3 separate regions of the Mus musculus genome follow, and regions 2 and 3 are each linked to region 1. A link is a contact called in public Hi-C and Micro-C data. All regions are on one chromosome and are shown on one strand. Each heading gives the region's core, a stretch centred on a gene start, on an enhancer-like site or on the middle of the called end of the contact. The rest is flanking DNA. Distances are from core to core; before and after follow the strand shown. Region 1 holds the start of Mlf1 (myeloid leukemia factor 1). Region 2 has its middle 4.7 kb from the start of Gm25919. Region 3 holds the start of Rarres1 (retinoic acid receptor responder (tazarotene induced) 1).

Region 1 (2,782 bases), core at 192-2,691:
GATGGAACTCTTTCTCACAAGTTTCCTTATTTTGCCTCAATGCAAAAGTGCTTTAATATGACTGTTTGTCATGCTACTGCCTGTGTTCATTTTATAGTCTCTTTAACATTTGCCTTGTGCCAAACAGAAACTAATTTCGGGTGTTGTACAGACAGTTTTGCCATGGAGTTATTTTGCAAGTCCTCTGACCCATGCATGCTCTCTGAGCAGCGTGTTGAGGCCAGAGGAAGATTAAAATAGCCTATTTATTTCCTGGAAGGGCCGTGTCATTTTAGATTGTAAAGTTGGCCCTGCCTCAAGCCAGTCCTCTGGGGAGCAGGAGGACCAGAGAAACCTGGTGATTTGGGGGTGGGGGTGGGGGTGCGTTTCAAAGGATTACATTTCCAGCTCCCAAAAATAACCCTGAGTACTTCTGCCACTTCCAAATCAAGTCCTGGTCACTTCTTCCCAGTGGCAGCATGCCATATGTCTCCCACAGGGCCCCAAGGAGCCATGAACACCCCTCCACCTCCCCAAGGGAACTCGCTGGAGAGTGTGGGGTCAGGTGAATTGAGGGGGTGTGTGCAAGTTGCTTCTTCTTCCTTCCGTGTCATTTCCCTCCTCTTTCTCCTTCTCTCCTGCCTCCAGTTCTTGGAAGGCCTATATAATACTTTTCAAACCCTAACAATTGAATAAAACTTTCATGTTGCCGACTTCCCACCAATCTTACCGATACTATTTCTTGAAGATCAGTTAAAATGTTTGGGCTATCGTTGAGGTACTGGACTGCTTTAAGGTGAAAACCATCTTCCTTACTACAAATAGAAGGTTCCTTTATACTGTAATGGAAATAATTGAAATAGAATTTTAGCTAGATATGGCTGCTTGCTACAAATTTTGTGCCCAAATTCTGCTTGTTAAGAACGTTGGGAAGGTGATAAAGATTTGATCTAATCCTTGAAATGGAGCAATTTTCATTTTGCTTTTTTTTTCTTTTTCTCTTTCTTTCTTTTGTGTATTTGATCCTATGTCTAGATGTTATTTGTGTATTGGGAGACACTGCTTTGAGTTTTAGAATTACAGAAAACTGTATTTGTTTTGTTTTTGAAATCTCATAGGCTGCATCTTGTTTCCTTCAAGAAGTGAATACAAACACTTGTCTATTGTTCTCAAAACCTTTTTTCATTATTTGACCAGCTACCAGAGAATTGTCGGGATTAAGGGCGATTTGGCCAAGGTGATTCAGAACTTGTCTAATGTTTTGGTTCCTGAGGCTCCTGAGAGACCAAGTTGTCTCTCAGGAGCCTCGCGGATGGGGCCTCCAGACAAACTTCACGCCGCCAGTGTGTTTACAGAGGTTGCCATAGCAGCCGAGCGATGTCCTTCCCCCTTCTCCGCCTCACCTTAGTGACGTCATAAGGTCATGACCAATAGGAAAACGGCCTGCGTCAAGCCCCGCCCTAGTCGCGGGCGCGGCGATTGCCGCCGGCAGACGCGCGAAGCAAGCGGGAAGCAGGCTGGTGGCGGCGCAGAGAGCTGCGCCCATTTCCATCCGCGCCCGCCGCCCGCCGCAGGATCACGATGTTCCGGATGCTGAGCAGCAGCTTTGAGGATGACCCCTTCTTCGCGTGAGTGTCCCAGCCGCGCTCGCCGGAAAAGGCGAGGGGACTGCGCCCCGCAAATTGTCGTGGGGGGGGGGGGGACACGCCCGGCGGGAGGCGCGAAGAAATGGGTTTGAGGAGAAACGGAGTGAGGAAAAGTGGTCGTGAGGAGAAGTGTGTGAGAAGTGGGGGTGAGGAGAAATGAGGGAAAGAAGAGGCTATAAGGTGTAATAGGGATGAGGAGAAATGTGAGAAGTGGCTGAGGAGAAATGCGGGTGAGGAGAATGGGGGACGTAAGAAGTGGGCACAGGAGCTGAAGGACTGGAGTCATTAGGATATAGGGTGTGAGGAGAGGATTTGAGGATATTTGGCATGGAGAGATGGAGGACATGACACGAGAGAGGGTGAGCTGAGCAGGATGGGGGTGAGGAGGATTTAGAAGCCTGAGGTGAGGAGAGGGTTTGCTGGTGGGAGCCGAGGACTAGGATCCTGAGCTATGGTTCAAGGTGCAGGCTGCTGACTATTTGGGGCGACTTGGTGTGTGGGTGGCCTCGAATCTGAAACCCTCCTGTGCAGCAGCAGGGCTTATAACTGGTGATCATAACTGCCATATTAGTGGAACTTCTGATCAGAAAAAGTCCCTTGAACTTCACATAGGGGTGGAAGTGCTTTCTAGGGTGACAGTTCCTTGACTTGAGAAACTGTGGAGGGGGGTGTGTTTTTTATTTTGTTTTGCTTGAGAGAGGACTCCGATGTAAACCTTACTGGCCTGGAACTCGGTGTAGATCAGGCTGACCTCACAGAAGTCCACCTGTTGCAGCCGCTGCCACTGCCGCCATCATCTCCTCCTCCTCCCCCTCCTCCTCCCCCTCCTCCTCCCCCTCCTCCTCCCCCTCCTCCTCCTCCTCCTCCTCCTCCTCCTCCTCCTCCTCCTCCTCCTCCTCCTCCTTCTTTCTGGAATTAGAGGTTGTGTGCTAAGTTATTTAAAACAAGTTTTCATATAGTGAAGGCTGTCACCTTGACAGCACTACTAAGTAGGAGAGTTGAGCTGGCTGCTTCGAAGTGGTTGGACGTTGCCATGGGACACTGTTTGTTTTCTTTACCTGCCTCCAGCAGAACTGGCCTTGCTTGGGAAGGGGCTTCTCATTTTATCAATGCAATAATGGGGCAGGCAGGGGTAAAAGAAAGAGTGTGCAATGAAC
Region 2 (2,782 bases), core at 76-2,575, 190 kb after region 1:
ATATTTAGCAAAGTTCATTTTTTACTCTAATGCATGAATCCCTCCTTAGCCTAAAAAAAAAAAAGCCCACAATTCCTTCAGATAATAGAACAGTTATCGTACTCAAGATTATTGCAAAACATATTTTGTAATAACAGAACCCTGGAGATGTGCCAACTGCATCGCAATTCGGGACAAATGTGTTTGATGATATGGGATGGGGTGGAAGAATATGGAAAGGTGTATAAGCTGGTAAGAGTGAGGGAAACCTCTGTGAAATCTTATAGAACATTTCTCAATAGAAGTTAGGTAGACAACTGATACTGCTGCTTTTGGACAGGGCTTGATATACAGCCCTGCCTGGCTTTGAAATGTTGCTCCTCACCCCTCTCCTTTTTAAAGGCCTAAAGCAGGAACCAATTACGATGTTTAGCTTTGAAGCTTGGGGGAGGAATGGTGGAGGTGAGAACCGAACCGGACCGAACCGAAGGCTTCTCAGGTCAAGCAGATCACCAGCCTTTCTGACATGCTCGACAAACCAGGTCACTTAATGTGTACATATGCTGAAATACGTACAGATCAGAGGGTGATAACCGTGCGTGTGGGGTTAGGAGGGGGAGGAGTTGAACCATACGTAACTCTGCACTGTTGCAATTCTTATATTCTGACAAAACCATGCTAAGGGAGGAGACATTTATTTTGGCTCACAGTTTGAAGGGATGCAGTCTGTCATGGCAAGGAAGGCATGGTGTCTGCAGTGGTTAGCCAGACACTGGCAGCTTCTCATGATAAGAGCAAGGGACCCTAAATAGTCACCACCTTTAAGGTTTTCCCCAGTCATTAGCTTCTGCTACTAGGCTACACAGCCCAAACACTCTATGAAATGTCACAGAACCAAAGTTCATTTTTTTTACTCTAATGCATGAATTCCTCCTTAGCCAAAAAAAAAAAAATCACATTTTTTTTTTTTTTTAAGGAGTGGGTGGCAGCAGTGGACCAGGGGCTAGCGAGTCCCTTGTGCTCATCTGCTGATGGGCGCATGCTGGATTTAAAGCCGGGCGGGCGTCATTTCTGAATAGTCCCTCTCTGTCTCTCTGTTCTGACAAGCTGTGTTGGCACCACTTGGGGAATGTCCCAGTTGTAAAATATGCTCTGTAGAGGAGTGTTCCTATCTCCTAATGCTGACATTCCAGTGGCATTAAAAATAACCTTCTCATCCCAGAGGTCTGTGTTTGTGCGCGCGTGCGCGCGCGGGTGTGAAAGCCTGTGTTGTGAAGCTATACTCCTGCTTAGTAGCCTTTTGGCCAGCGAGGAAGGTGGAGCCCCTCCCTTTGGATGTCTTTCCTGCGCCATCTACTGGCAGAGGTGAACATTGTACCGTTGGCAAAGGAACACAACATTTTAGGCAGCTTGGGAAAGGGTAATGTTGGGAGCAGACAGTAAATCCAAAATCCACGTGGAGCGTGGTTATTGATACTCAACATAGCTGTTCCTGAATCAGGTTTGTCCTCCTTTTCAGTTTGTGATTCACAAATATAAATGCACCGTTATTATTGCTTGATTTATAATGATGCATTTCTGTTACTCAGCTAAAAGGCTTCTTTAAAAACTTTCCAGTTAGGGTTTGGCAAAATGTCTTAAAGAGTAGAGGGACTTGCTGTCAAGCACGACGACCTGGGATTCATCGCCAGAACACACACGCTGGAAGAAGAGAACCGACTTCTGCAAACTGTCACCCTACCACACACTCATTTATAAATAAGTGCATAAAGCAACTGTAAACATTCAAATAGAACCATTCATGATAACCTGTTTTTCTGATTCTCTCATCCCTTATAGGGGAGGAAAAATACAATGTGTTTACTTTCTGCAGTTGACTTTAATGCAGACTTCCATGCATGTGGGCGGGGAGACCAGCAGATAGCCATATAGTTAACACACAGATAGATGCATGCAAAACAGGAGAGAAAACAAATCCTAGTGGATGGGAAGGGGGCCATGGACACAGAACAGTCATAAAAGGCATTTGAAAAGTAGATTTATTAAAATAAATTTATATTTACTTATTAAAATAAATTTATTAATATAAGTTTGGTCATTTGTGTTAGATATTGAGTGTGCTATTTTATCCCCAGCATGATATATGGGGATGTGAAATACTCCCTACAGGCTTATGTGTCTGAAGACTTCATCCCCAGTTTGTTGGCATTGTTTTGGTTCTGTGACATTTCATAGAGTGTTTGGGCTGTGTGGCCTAGTAGCAGAAGTTAATGACTGGGGAAAACCTTAAAGGTGGTGACTATTTAGGGTCCCTTGCTCTTATCATGAGAAGCTGCCGGTGTCTGGCTAACCACTGCAGACACCATGCCTTCCTTGCCATGACAGACTGCATCCCTTCAAACTGTGAGCCAAAATAAATGTCTCCTCCCATAGCATGGTTTTGTCAGACATCTGGTCATACAATAAGGAAAGTAACTAACACGGTACCTGTTTTTATTCCCAACATGCCAGCCTTTCTGGTCTTCAGGACAAACCAATTGTGTATCTTCCAAGGTAGATAACTTCCCTCTCTTCCTCTTAAAACCTTTTTTCTTTTTTTGGGAAATGTTATGCATGCATGTTTTGCCTGCATGTATGTATTGTACCACATGCATACCTGGTGCTGGTAGAGGAAGAGGGCACTGGATCCCTGGAACTGGAGTTACAGAACAGATGGTTGTAAGCCATGATGTGCATGCTGGGAACTGACCCTAGGTCCTGTTCAAGAGCGGCAAGTGATCTTAACAACTGGTCCACCTCCCTG
Region 3 (2,782 bases), core at 138-2,637, 140 kb after region 1:
CTTTGTCCGTCTGGGTTTGTTTGTTTGTTTGTCTGTTTGTTTTAATAGAGAATTCTCCCCCCCCCCACCCCCCAATAACGAGGGAGGTTGTCATCAGGGCTCCTCTTTCCTCAAAGAAGAGGACAAGATCTTAAGTTGTGACTTCATTTCTCCGGTGAACTAGTAAAGGCTGGATGGAGCCTGGAGTAGAGACTGTCCCTGAGACAGTAAAGATTGTTTTGCTGTTGCTGTTTATTTAACACTCACAGTAGTTTGCCTTTTTCTAGAAATAAGGAAATAAGGCTGAGAGTTACGAAGGTGATTCACATCATCTGATGCTACACGGAGGATGGTCTTTATCATCACACCAATTTAAATCTTATGCTCCACTCTACAGAAGATGCAAGGCTGCGGATCTGTGGCTTTGTGGAACACCCCGGGAGCCTCATTGCCTCGGGATTCCGCAGTTGTGTAACTTTAAAAATCTGTTTAATGAAGAGAGCAACACATCTACAGCCACTGTCCGGAAATCAGCAAGCGATCTAGGAGCTGAAAAGTTTCGATCGCCCTTTCAGTTATGCAGAAGACGGCGGCCCTGTCACTCCCTAGTTAGATTAAGAAGATACCAGAACTGAATGGTCCCTGGTCAGACCCCTGAGTAACCTTTACCACTTTATCCCGAAGCCTTGCACTGGTGGCCTGCCATGAACAACGAAACTCTAGAAACGTGTCTGCGATGTAGAGAGCTGGCTTAGCTTTTGTACACACACACCTCCCCTACTTTGGTAGGAGCCATAGAGTCTAAGCCATGAGTAGACTGGGTACACAGTGCGCATGCCAACACCCACACTGGGTACCCCGACCAGGGGCTGTTATTCATGGGACCTTTTTTCTTAGGTTCTCAAACACGCTAAGTATTTCTGGCCTCAGAAATACCGGAAAGGCAGAGGCAGCGTTGGAGGGCTCCGCGCCTCTCGCGCGACACAAGCTCAGGCTGGGAACGCTGCGGTCCCCGAGCGTGTCCCGCCGCGTCGCGGCTCACTCACCCACGCGCGGCCCTCCTGCACGGTGGCCAGCACCCGTAGCGCGCTGGGCGAGCCCGCGCGGAAGTTGAAGAAGTGCAGCGCAGCGCGCGCCGCCAGCTGCAGGATCCCGCGTGGCAGCCCCACGGCCGCGGGCTGCCGGGGGACTTCGGTGTATTCCAGGTCCGCGGGCTCAGTGACAGCAGCGGCCAGTGCGAGGCTCGGCAGCAGCCAGAGGCTCAGCAACAGCGCTGGCATCGGGGGTTGACGGGGCTGCATGGACACGGGCGGCAGGGGCCCACGGGGCTGCGTGGATGGGGAAAGCTGGCGCTGAGCTCCCTGGACCCGGTTCGCAGTGCTCACGGAAATAGGCCACGGCGGCCACTCCCCTCCGCCCCCGGGTCGCCGCCCTTCCTCGCCTCCCTGTCCAAGCAGAAGGACCAGAAGGCGCCTCCGGGAGAGCGGGTCATGTCCCATGTCCCCATGACGCGGTGAGAGGGGACATGGGACAGTGGGGCGCCTCCTTGAGGGCACACTCCGACTCCAACTCTGGGAACTTAGCTTGTCGCCTGCGGCTGCTGCAATTTCACAACCCTCAGGTCTTAGAACCCACTCCAAAGGTTAGTTGAGGTGAAAGAGGAGACGGGTGGTGACAGGGACCAGTGGCCTTGGCCTTGATGGGGAATTTGAGAAGAGGCAGCTGGAAACAGGGAAAGTGTGCAGAGGGCGGGAGCAGGTAGTGAGCACCTGCAGGCCAGGTAGGGAGGAGGGGCGGTGGGCGACCGGACAGAGGTTTTGAGAATCAAGTAAATTAATTAATACTGGAGAGGGGCCTTGGGTTGAAGCCAGATTCCAGTGGCGTGAGGTGTGGAATCAACGCGTCACTGAAGGCAAGAGGTGGCTACTATTTTCTAAACCACAGGTAAGAGAAAGCCCTTTAGGGACCTGTGAGGTGGCTCAGTGAGTAAAGGTGCTAGCCACCAAGCCCGATGACTGGAGTCTTGCCAGGACCAATGTAGTGAACAGAGAGAACATACTCAAGCAAGTTGTCCTACGACCACCACCCACCCACCTACCTACGTACAACATAACAAATTAAATAATAAATGAAATGAAATGTAAGAGAGACAGAACAACCGGAGATACCCAGGGGTCTAGCCCACCTCATCAGCAGCAGTCGCTATCCTGAAGGACCAAAGAATGATTGAGACCCATTTGTTAACTACTGCTTGTGAAGCTGGGAGACACCTGTGGAACAAAGGGAGCAGTTGGCTGGGTATCTTTCCTGCCATCCCAGCCTGCAGCCTACTGCCTGCCATCTGCCTTAGACTCCAGTGCTCAAAGACGGGATTCTGGAAGGAGCCATCCTATGATCACCAAGCCATAGGCCTGTGGACAAAGAGAAACTGTCTAAACGATACTCCCCCCTGTTGCCCATCTGTGGACTGTCTTTCCTTCTGCAGATTTACGAAACACCTGGGTCATGGGGAGATGAGGATGAGCAACCAGATAAACATCTGGAGCACACCTACAGTCGATGAGCCAAGGGAACGTGTCCTGTGCTGTTTGCAATAGCATGCTCTGCAGAAAATTGAGGAGGGAGCCAGAAGCCTTAAGATGGTGACTTAACCCAGGTCAGGGCTGGCAGTCATATCAAGAGGGGACAGCAGAATCATTGGGGTAGGTGGAGTATTTCAAAAAGGCCCACATATCCTTTGTTTCCATTTTCTTTCCCTCTCTCACCCTGCCCCTGGACTAACCATGGTCAGTACCCATATGGT

What was found. A called contact is a pair of places that touch in the nucleus more often than the background predicts.
Region 2: a Hi-C map of Sertoli cells shows a contact between it and region 1, with 2.4 times the contacts expected there. The contact joins the enhancer-like site here to the promoter of Mlf1 in region 1. A contact is called at or near these places in 15 of 39 promoter capture datasets (the 3T3-L1 cell line, 3T3-L1-derived adipocytes, the C10 cell line and 10 more), 1 of 15 datasets of contacts at CTCF or cohesin (large pre-B cells), 5 of 484 Hi-C or Micro-C datasets (Sertoli cells, adipose-derived mesenchymal stem cells, embryonic stem cells and 2 more) and 1 of 9 other capture datasets (adipose tissue).
Region 3: a Micro-C map of embryonic stem cells shows a contact between it and region 1, with 2.9 times the contacts expected there. The contact joins the promoter of Rarres1 here to the promoter of Mlf1 in region 1. A contact is called at or near these places in 5 of 39 promoter capture datasets (the 3T3-L1 cell line, the C10 cell line, cranial neural crest and 1 more) and 4 of 484 Hi-C or Micro-C datasets (cortical neurons, embryonic stem cells, liver and 1 more).

Annotation. Positions count from the first base shown.
Region 1 is chr3:67,372,656-67,375,437 of GRCm38.p6, forward strand. It overlaps Mlf1 (myeloid leukemia factor 1), which reads left to right and starts at 1,442. Exons shown (of 7, transcript NM_010801.3): 1 at 1,442-1,607. The coding sequence starts at 1,561.
Region 2 is chr3:67,567,151-67,569,932 of GRCm38.p6, forward strand. No RefSeq gene overlaps it. Among named protein-coding and RNA genes, the nearest start is that of Gm25919, 4.7 kb to the right of the region's middle. Within about 2 kb of position 1,326, at least 7 of the 459 cell types and tissues checked have an H3K27ac peak or open chromatin away from gene starts, as enhancers often do. A contact at or near this core is called in Sertoli cells, where this site is marked.
Region 3 is chr3:67,514,136-67,516,917 of GRCm38.p6, forward strand. Rarres1 (retinoic acid receptor responder (tazarotene induced) 1) reads right to left here and starts at 1,388. Exons shown (of 6, transcript NM_001164763.1): 1 at 1,026-1,388. The coding sequence starts at 1,280. Gm40067 (a long non-coding RNA gene) reads left to right here and starts at 1,114. Exons shown (of 3, transcript XR_001783859.2): 1 at 1,114-1,621.